Linked DNA regions of Anser cygnoides: region 2 is linked to region 1. The links are chromatin contacts, called in public Hi-C maps. All regions are on one chromosome and are shown on one strand. Each heading gives the region's core, a stretch centred on a gene start, on an enhancer-like site or on the middle of the called end of the contact. The rest is flanking DNA. Distances are from core to core; before and after follow the strand shown.

What was found. A called contact is a pair of places that touch in the nucleus more often than the background predicts.
Region 2: a Hi-C map of liver shows a contact between it and region 1, with 1.6 times the contacts expected there. The contact joins the enhancer-like site here to the promoter of TBX18 in region 1. A contact is called at or near these places in 2 of 7 Hi-C or Micro-C datasets (granulosa cells and liver).

Annotation. Positions count from the first base shown.
Region 1 is chr3:84,799,257-84,804,032 of Taihu_goose_T2T_genome, forward strand. TBX18 (T-box transcription factor 18) reads left to right here and starts at 2,736. Exons shown (of 8, transcript XM_048079876.2): 1 at 2,736-3,159; 2 at 3,474-3,660. The coding sequence starts at 2,889.
Region 2 is chr3:84,963,652-84,968,427 of Taihu_goose_T2T_genome, forward strand. No RefSeq gene overlaps it. Among named protein-coding and RNA genes, the nearest start is that of CEP162, 71 kb to the right of the region's middle. Within about 2 kb of position 2,295, at least 1 of the 3 cell types and tissues checked has open chromatin away from gene starts, as enhancers often do.

The DNA.
Region 1 (4,776 bases), core at 1,486-3,985:
AATATATATATTATTCCATTAGCAGATCACTATATATAGAGATTCTTCTCTCTTTCATCATCCCATAAAAAAATTAATCGGACAGACATATGGATCACAGGTTGTTCGATAAATTTAAATCCATCTTTAAAAAAAAAAAAAAAGAAAGAAAGAAAAAAAGAAAAGAAATGAAAACAACATGCCACACGTAACCTACAGAAATCTGGCAAGAAAAAAAAATCCACAACAACAACAAGCGCCCACCCTCCCGGGAAAGAAAAAAAAAAAAAAGAAAGAAAAGAAAAAGGGGGGGGGGGAGAGGGGGGGATTTGTCCCTTCCGCCGCAGCGCGGGCAGGATGCGGAGCGGGGCGGGGGTCGGGGTCTGCTCCGCGGGGCAGCGCGGTGGTCTGAGGCCGGGGGGGGTTGTCTCGAACCCCCCCGGGGCAAGACCGGCCATCCCGTGGCCGGAGCCCCCTGCGGCCCCCCCGGCCCCCCCGCGGCTCGGCTCGGCTCCGCTGCTGAGTTCGGCGGCTCCGCGCCCCGCGCCCCCGCGCCCGCCTCCCCCCGGCTTCCGCGCGGCTCCGCGCCCCCCCGGGCCCCCGGGCGGGCAGCGGCGGGGGTCGGTACCTGCTCCCGCCGGCCCCGCCGGGGCTGGGGCACCGGTGGCCGTGGCCGTGCCGCGGGTGGGCCGGGGAGGGCGGCGGGAGCGCGCCGCGGGGCCGCGGGAGGTGCCGTCGGTGCGGGGAGGCTGCCGGAGCTCCCTCGGACAGCTCGGCTCCGTTTCCTTCCTTCCTCGCCCTCCCGAGCTCATCCCCATCGCGACGGCGTTTAAACTCCGGCGAGCTCCTCTAGTTTAGCACGTTGCGACCACTCTCGCACATCTGATTTCCTTCAGATTCAGTCGCGGCTGGAATAGGCAGAGCAGACAGGCTTTAGACCACGGAACAGTTAATATGTCCCAGATTTAATGTAAAGATAAACTAACTCCGCAGCACTGTTCGTCGGTGACAGGCATCAGGCATTTTCTGCTATCCTATCGATTCCGAGCGACAGCAACTGCAGGGGAATTTTTTTTTTTTTTCGTAGTGTTGAATTTTTCTAAGACAAATTGCCATCTCTTCCAACGTGGAGATAGTTAGCGCTTCTGTGGTAACCTACGGATAACACTTCTGCGTCGGTTTCGTGGTGTGTGTTGTTGTTTTTTCTGCTTTAATCAATTATCTATCTGTCACATACCTATATTTTCACGTCTCGAAAGTGCTCCTACAATTTAAGTGCTGATAACCTCATTCGAGGGGATAATTTATCTCTGGGGTATATTTATTAGTCAGCCCTTCCTTGGCCTCTCTGACGAAGCAGCCCACTCACTATTGAAATTAGGGAGAAATTTGCATTTCGGGGATAGGTAAAATACTCGAGTGAAAGCGGTTACGTCTTCCAAGTGGCAGCTATTTCCTTATCGGGCTACAATCAGAAATCTTCCAGTTCTCTCAGCAGAGCCACTCGAAGGTCCGGACAGGACCTCCGAGATGGTACCACAGGCGAGCAAAGCTAGGAATTCCTCTCTCTGCTGCCCGATGCAGGGAAGAGAAGCCCAGATCCCATCCCACGAAACCGTGAGATTTGCCCCGGGATTTTTTACACGAGGATTTCTGCTCCTTCACCGGAGCGTGCCACCCCATTCGGCCCTGCGCAAACAAACAAGCAAACAAATAAAAGCCCCCAAAATGCAGATCTCCAGCAGAGAAACGAAAATAAATAAATAAATAAATAAATAAATAAATAAACACCAAAAATCTCGATAGCTTTTTCCCTTCCCTGAGAACGCAAAGCAAAGAGTATCTGGCTCCAAATCTGCACCTTTTAATAAGTTTTGCTCGCTGGAAAGATTCGAAAGGATTTTCCCGGCGACTATTCTATGCACCTGAATACGATTATTAGTGAAGCTGCCTCGGCTGGATGCCCCCATGTTGTACAAGGCTCGCTTTGATTCCCTTTTTAGCGCAGCTCCAGCGGGTCGGGGTTCGGGGGGTGGGGGGGGAGGGGGCTGCGGCCGTCGCAGCCGGGCGATGCATCCCCGGCAGCCGAATACCGCTGATAATGACCGACCCTTAACAGCACCAGCGGGCACAGCGTCGTTTTCCCCCATTGTAGCCCCCGGGCAAAACGAAATCCCGCGGGCAGCGCCCTGGGAGATCCCCCCCCCCCCACACACACACACTTTTCCCTCGCCGTTTCGGGGAGTCGGGGGGGGCTCATGAACCTCCAACGGGCTGCATCAGCCGGGACGGGGGGGTAGCGGGGCTATTTCGGTCGGGCCGGCGGTGCCCCCCCCCCGTCCGGGACGGGGCGGTGGGGTCCCCCCGGTCGTGTCGGGGCTGCGGGGGCCCCCCCGGTCGGGCGGCGCTGATTGGGCTGCGGGCGGCCGGGCCGGCGGAGCCCCCGCCCCGCGGCTCCGCCCGGCCCCCGCCGCCGCAGTGACACTAATGAGCGAGTTCTTCCCACCGGTCTCCTGCCTGGAAGTGCTGACAGATCAAGGCAACAAATTTCAATTACAAGCCCTAATTTGTGTCCGCAGAGCGTTTGTTACCCATGTCAGTCCCGTTCGGCCCATCAGACGGGGCAGAACGTGGAGGAGGAGGAGGAGGAGGAGGAGAAGGAGGAGGAGGAGGGGGAGAAAAAGAGCGCATCTGCAAAAAGGAATAGATTTTTTTTTTCTTCCCCCCTCTTAAAAAAAAAAAAAAAGGAAAAAAAAAAAAAACTTGGCTGATAACTTGGATTTAAAAAGAAAGGCGAGGAAAAGCCCCAGCCCCTTGCCTGCGCGGTCGGGAGGACGGGAGGGCGGCCGGGCGCGGGTGCCGGTGCCGGTGCCGGCGGGCCTGGATGCTGGGGCTGTAGGGGGGGGGGCATGGCCGACAAGCGGCGGTCCTCGCCCGGCACCACCATGAGCCTGAAGGCTCACGCCTTCTCCGTGGAGGCTCTCATCGGCGCCGAGAAGCAGCAGCAGCAGCAGCAGCAGCAGCAGCAGCAGCGGCAGCCCAAGCGGCGGAAGCTGGGCGGCGAGGACGAGGCGGCGGACGACGAAGGGGGCAGCGGCTGCTGCGCCAAGAGCTCCCCCGCCGCCGGCGGCAGGACCTGCGGCGACATGGAGCTGGGCTGCGCCGCCCGCGGGCCCGCCGGTGAGTGACCACCCCCGGCCCCGACCCCCGGCCCGACCCCCGGCCCCGGCCCCGATCCCCGCGGGAGGCCGTCGGGTGCCGCCAGGCGGTGGAGCCGCCGCCGTGGGGGCCGTTCGCCACGAACTCGTGCCGGTGCCCGCGGCTCCGTGCGGAGGATCCGCGCCCCGGGACGCGCCCGCCCGCCGCAGCCCCGCCGTGGGTACGCGGCCCGGCGCGGAAGGCCGCGGCCCAGGCCCGGTGTCGGTGCCGGGCGGGCCCCGCCGCTCGTTCCCCCGGCCCATGGGGCTTCCTCCCCGTCTCTGATCTCTCCGCAGGCAGCGGAGGCGAGGACGGCTTCCCGGCGGGGTCCCCGGCCGCCTCGCCCGGCGGTTCCCCGAAGGGCTCGAGGCCCGGCTCGCCGCTGCCCGCCCCGCAGGCGCCGCGGGTGGACCTGCAGGGCGCCGAGCTCTGGAAGCGCTTCCACGAGATCGGCACCGAGATGATCATCACCAAGGCCGGAAGGTAACGGGCACCCCGGGGCGCTGCGGGGCCGGCCCGGCACCCCGCGGCCTCCCCCAGCACCGCGACGGCCGCTGGAGGCGGCGGGCACCGGCCGCCGCGTGAAAACGGGCGAGAAAATGTCAAAAAAAAAAAAAAAAAAAAAGGAGAGAGAAATATTTACACGCCGGGGAGATGGCGAGAGTTTCAGATGGGCATGTGGCCGCGTGGGGTTTCCTGTTCGTTAGGGTGAAGCCTGCGAGCGCCGCGTCCTTCTGAGGGGAAACTTTTCCCCCTTTGCCAGTGGATACAGATGGTAAAAACCTGGATAGTATAAAAGTATCTGAACTTATTAGAAATTACAAAAACATATTTTATTGAATCCATATGCTACCTTCTGCGTTTTCAGAGAGGTTTTATTAATGATTGAAACGCAGTCTTAAACAGCACAAAGCAACATTTGTCTTAGCAGGGTCCAGTCAGGGATTTTCTTTTTTATCTTACAGGTGCACTGAAATAACAGTGCAAACTGGTTAACCACAGTCAGGTTTACCCTCCTGTGTTGTTTTTTTTCTTTTTTTTTTCTTTTTTTCCAGAAATAAAGAGAGATAGGATTTTTCTTTCCAGTAACGACTTTTAATTGATTTTTTTTTTTTTTGAAGAGCAGCAAATACTGGATAAAGTGGAACGGCTTTCAGGTTTATAAAGCACAGAAAAGTACCTTTCATTAGCTCGCAGTCAGCTCGACGTTGCGACGTTTCTTTTTTTGGCATCGAGAATGAACTTTCTTGATTAAAAGCCATGCCAAGCATACGGTGAAATAAATGCATTTTTTTATGTAAAAACCGCTGCATCAGTTAATTAATCAATTTTCTCCATAGAAGGATCTAAATTGTGAATGTATTTTTTAGAAATTACCCTGTACGTTCGTTTCTGCTTTCAATAAAGAAGTTTTACTATACCTTTCAAAGACAGAGTAACTCTTGCACTTCACCTTTAGTAAGTTGCAGACAGGAAGTCCGTCTCAATAAAGACCATATTGTTTGGTTATAGCATGGCACATTGGTTTTTATAACTGCATCCTTGCAGTGTTATAATTGTATCACCATGGATTCAACTTTGTAATTTGCTGATATACAA
Region 2 (4,776 bases), core at 1,045-3,544, 160 kb after region 1:
CTCAGCTGATACTGAGTCTTGGGCCTTACTTTCCATCTGATGGCCGCAGAGCATTGTCTTTCCCAATCTAACCACCTAGGGGAGAGGGGACATCTTCCTTCTGACTTCCCATTCTCACTTCATTCTTTTTCACCCCTTTCTCCTGGCCCTCTTTGGGCTGCTGGGGGGAGAGCAGGACCAGGCTCTCCTCTGGAGAGGTTCTGCCCGGCCTTAAACCAAGCCCAAATGTAATTGTTTTCTTGTTTCTCGTATGTCATCATTATAATTCTGGACTCCACTGTTGTGGAAAGCTCTTCGTTTTATTGTCCTTTTTAATTATGAAATCCTTTCCTCAGTAATTCACTGTGACTCGGTAACTGACTCCACATGGCTACGACGTGACTGTCCTGATTGAATTACTGGAAGTACAGAGCCGGCTGAGCTGCACGCATGAGAGGCAGAGCACAGCATGGAGCTCCCTTCGGCGGGCACCCTGGCGTCACCAAAGTGGGGACCGGGGCTTCTTTCCCTCCCTGGCCCCTTTGTAACCAGAAAGAGCTCGTTCCCCCACTTTGAACACCTCAGCGGTGACCCTTTTTTTGTCTTTTTCATTCATTGAGGGAACCTGAGGTGGTGGCAACTGCTACCAGCTCCAGCACACCATGGAGGAGCATGGGCATACACCAGGCCAAGGGCAGGTACCAACACCGATCCTCCACAACTGAGGCAGACAGTGGAGCCAGACACACATTCACTCATCAAAGGGTTGCCTTAGCTGCCTACAAATGAAGGTGTGGGGCAACACATGACATGCTCACCCTGGAACCAAGGACAGGCTGGGAATCGTGACATTTCCACCACGGATCCAAGTCCATCTTCCTGGCTTCAAATGAAGAAGGGGGTGATGTGCCTAGCAGGGGTTCCCAAGCTGTGGGTGGTTTCCTTTAATTTAGGAAAGCATCTGATACAGCATGTCACAAAACGTCACGTTTATTTAATTCTTTTTCGTTTGGATATGATTATTGTCACGTGGAATGGAAACTGAGTGATGCGCCATGAGCAAAAAAAAAATCAGAGGATGGTTTAAATCAGCTTGTACCGAGTTAGAGCAGAGAGAAGAAGTGCTCAGTGTAGTTCTGAGCAAATTAGGGTTATTTAACCTTTTTGTTAATGGGTAAAAAGAAGGAGGTGAAGTAAGCAGGCCAGTAACTGATCATACATTGAGAGTTGTAACTGCCTTTGTTCCTTTGCCCCAGTGAGCACTGATGAGGATTCAAGGAATCAAAGTAGGATCTATTAGTAGAATACAGAAATGGAATTCAAAGAGTTATATGAATTATATGTGCATATGATTTAGTTAAGGAATGTTTAGCATAAATCCTAACAGACTAAGATTATCACAATGCTAGATGAAGGGAGAAGTTATCTGAGAGCATGAAGTTAAGATGGGGACTGTTATATAGAAGTTACACAGACAGAAAGATGAACAGGGGCAGTGAGTTTGCCCAATGAAGGCTAAAGAATCAGAAAGGGGGAAAGTGTGTATCTGAAGAAAAAGATATTGCAGGCATGCCATGTGCTGAAGTCCTTAAATGAGCAGATTCAATTATAAATAGTTTCTCTCTCTGAGATCTAATGCAAGATGGTACTCATTCGTCATGATGTTTAAAAACTGAAGGAACATTTTATTTATTTATTTATTTTGTTACATTCCTTGAACTGTTTTCACAAGGAATCTAAAACTGAAATTAACAGAGCAATAAAAAAATTATCACAGAAAGCAGTCACAAAACTACACAGGAATAGGACATAGTGCATAAAGCAGGCCTTCTCCACACGAAAGGCTGCGAGCCTGCTAGTAGCTTGCGTCTGAGCTGGAATATTCTGGAGGGGGAAAAAAGTAGCAAAACACATGGAAATAGAAAAATGAAAAGGGAGGGTGTGGTGGGGAGAGAGAAGGGGAATGGTTTATGCAATTTATACAAAGATTTTGGTCAATGTTCAACAAAACCGCAACAGAGAATGAAGGCACTGTTTCGATGGTGTTTCAAAAATTATATAAGTAGATTCGTTTCAGCTTTTGGATGCTGTGCCTATGTTGTTTTTGCCTCTCACTTTTTGTCTCACCTTTCTTTTAAAGAGAGTTGTCAGCATTTATGGAGACCGGGTATACTGCTGAGTAGTTTTACAAGCAAGTCCCTTGCTGTCTGCAATGGGAAAGCGCCAGTAGAGCGACATTTGAAGGAGCAGAATATTTATTTCGGTCTGCAGTTACAAAGATGGAAATGCCTGGTGAACACATGCCTTAGGCTGCCACCACATGGTGAGACCAGTGAATGAATGCGAGTTTCTGGTTTATCTGCAGTTTCTCTGGCATTGTGATGTTCCCAGGTATTTTACTGAAAAGTAGCATCTTTTTAAACCTAACTTGAGAAGAAATACCTGAGATATTGCATTGGATTTATTAGCTATAAGTTCATCTTTCACAAAATTTTTTATGTCATTTCTTTGTTTCTGTGTGTGTGTGTAGTAAGATTTTTTTTACATCAAGCTAGTAAAAATAACCAAGGTAAAAACTACTTAATACAATGATTTTGCAGAGTCATTTGGTTGCCCTGCCCTGGTGTTGTGATTTTCATCTGTTGCTCTAAGTCCCAGATGATGTTTGAACTGTATGAACATCCTAGAAAATAAAGGGTAATCTTCATATTATCATGATTTTTTCCTTTGTAAATATTGATACTGTGCAGGCAAAAAGAAGACCTCTTCAAGATGCTAACTTCTCATTTTTTAATGTAGATTTTCTACATAAATATTGGTGTGACAAAAAGCTCACTAGTTGTTGTATCTTTTAAAAATATTTTTTAAAAATATTAAAAACAACTTTAAACCTCTTTAAACATTAAGTGAAGATCTTTTTCCCCCTTAGTTCCAAGTGCTGGGAGAATTTTTAGGGATATGGAATGGCTGAACCCCAATCTGTAAACACCCCCCTAATGCATTCTCTAAAACACTTGAGATGTTTGAAAAGATTCATGAAATTCAATGGCCTTGTGGTGCTTGGCTTAATTTTAAACGTAATCTTAAAGCAAGTTCATGCCATGGTCTGGTTTTCCCAAGCTCCCAGTGCCTCCGTCGGCAGCTCCTGTCCCGGCTCTGTGGGTGGAAATGCAGGAAAATCTCCTTCTGGCTCCAGGCAAGTCAAAGACCAACCCTAGCAGGGGAACATTTTTTTGGTGTTTGTTTTATATATATTTTTTTAAATTTTTATTTTTTATTGAACTATCATTGCGTCAAGCAATTTATTTAAATACAAGAACGTGAACCGTGCTTTTTATAGCAATAACAGGGAAAACAGTATTTGACTTAAAGTTATACCTGATCTCTGCTAAGTCTAAAAAACTGTTTTTCAGCTCATTTGTACCAGTAACTGTGGAGTAAATCCTCTTTACATAGCAAGGTTGTTTTCTTTAAAAATGAATGAGTGAGATTGCATCTTGTGTTTTAAGGACAAATAATATGTTTTTGAGGAAAAGAGTGAGTAAATCATTCAGTGTATTCACCGTTTAAAATATCTCATGCTAGACCTTTCACCACTGCAACATAATTGTTTTAAAGCAATATTTTTATTGGTAATATTAGTTTCAAAAGCAATAAAACATCAGATAGAAATGTCCAAATTGGAAAGGCTATTTCCGCTCTCTTTTATTCCTTTTCTTTCCTCAAGCACATTGCAAAATAAAGTTACTACGGAAAGTGATGTAGATTTTTATAAACTGCCTCTCTAGCTCATGTGCCTGTACCTATAAGCAGTCATTTCAGTAGGATTCCCAACACATATTTTTCCCATAGACTGTGAAATCTCATTCTGCATTTTAACAGGACGTCGTATGTATAAATACGTATGAGGGAGCTTTAAAAGCCAGCTCTGACCTGACGTTCAAGGAGCTGTTGCAATGCGTAGCACCAGGGACTACACCAAGGCATGTATGTCTCCAGACTTTTCAGCTGTTCCCAGCACTGAGCTTGTCACTTGTTAAAAACCACGGGCAGCTTTGATGGAAAAAATACCAGAAAGAGCATGTTTGATTTGAGGTGTTTCTAAACATTAAAAAGCTGTCATTCTTATTTTGTTCTTTTCCCCTAATCTGCGTTACAAGCTGGCCTGAACTGTTTGCCATTAAACATCACAGCACTGAGAAGGAGCTAATGAAAGTTAAAAATAAATAAGTAAAGAGATAGCAACCCTGCTGTACCTCAGTTTCAATATTGTATTTTCAAAGCTAAGTAAAATAACAAACGAGGGAATGGAGACATGAGACCAGACCCAAGAACTTTCTAGTCTCCTTTCAATCCAGAATAAAATTTTAATAAGGAATTAAAATAATGAAAATCACGATGGCTCCCTGCCCCTGGATCTTGCAGTGTTCAGTTCAAGGTGCAGAGCAGGGCCCTGTGCTGGCTGATACCACAAAGAAGTGGAAGGGAAAAATAAAACGCCTCCTCCAGGTGAGTGAAGAGGCATGGCTGCTCAAACACTTGAAATGCTTTGCCATCATATAAAAAGGTAGCATTTCTTTTCATCTTCTCATTTTCAGAAAATTGAGCAAGATTAGAAGTAACTGGAGCTCTTAGGGTAAAAAGAGACACATCCACTTCTAATACACATGGTGCCTGAACAGAAGATTTGGATGATGTTTTAAATTAAAAATGCAGAACAAAATCTGTATCATCTTAGATATCAAGGGCCGTATCCTGCTTCCTGGTTCAGAGGTGGGAGAATTTACAGCTATAGAA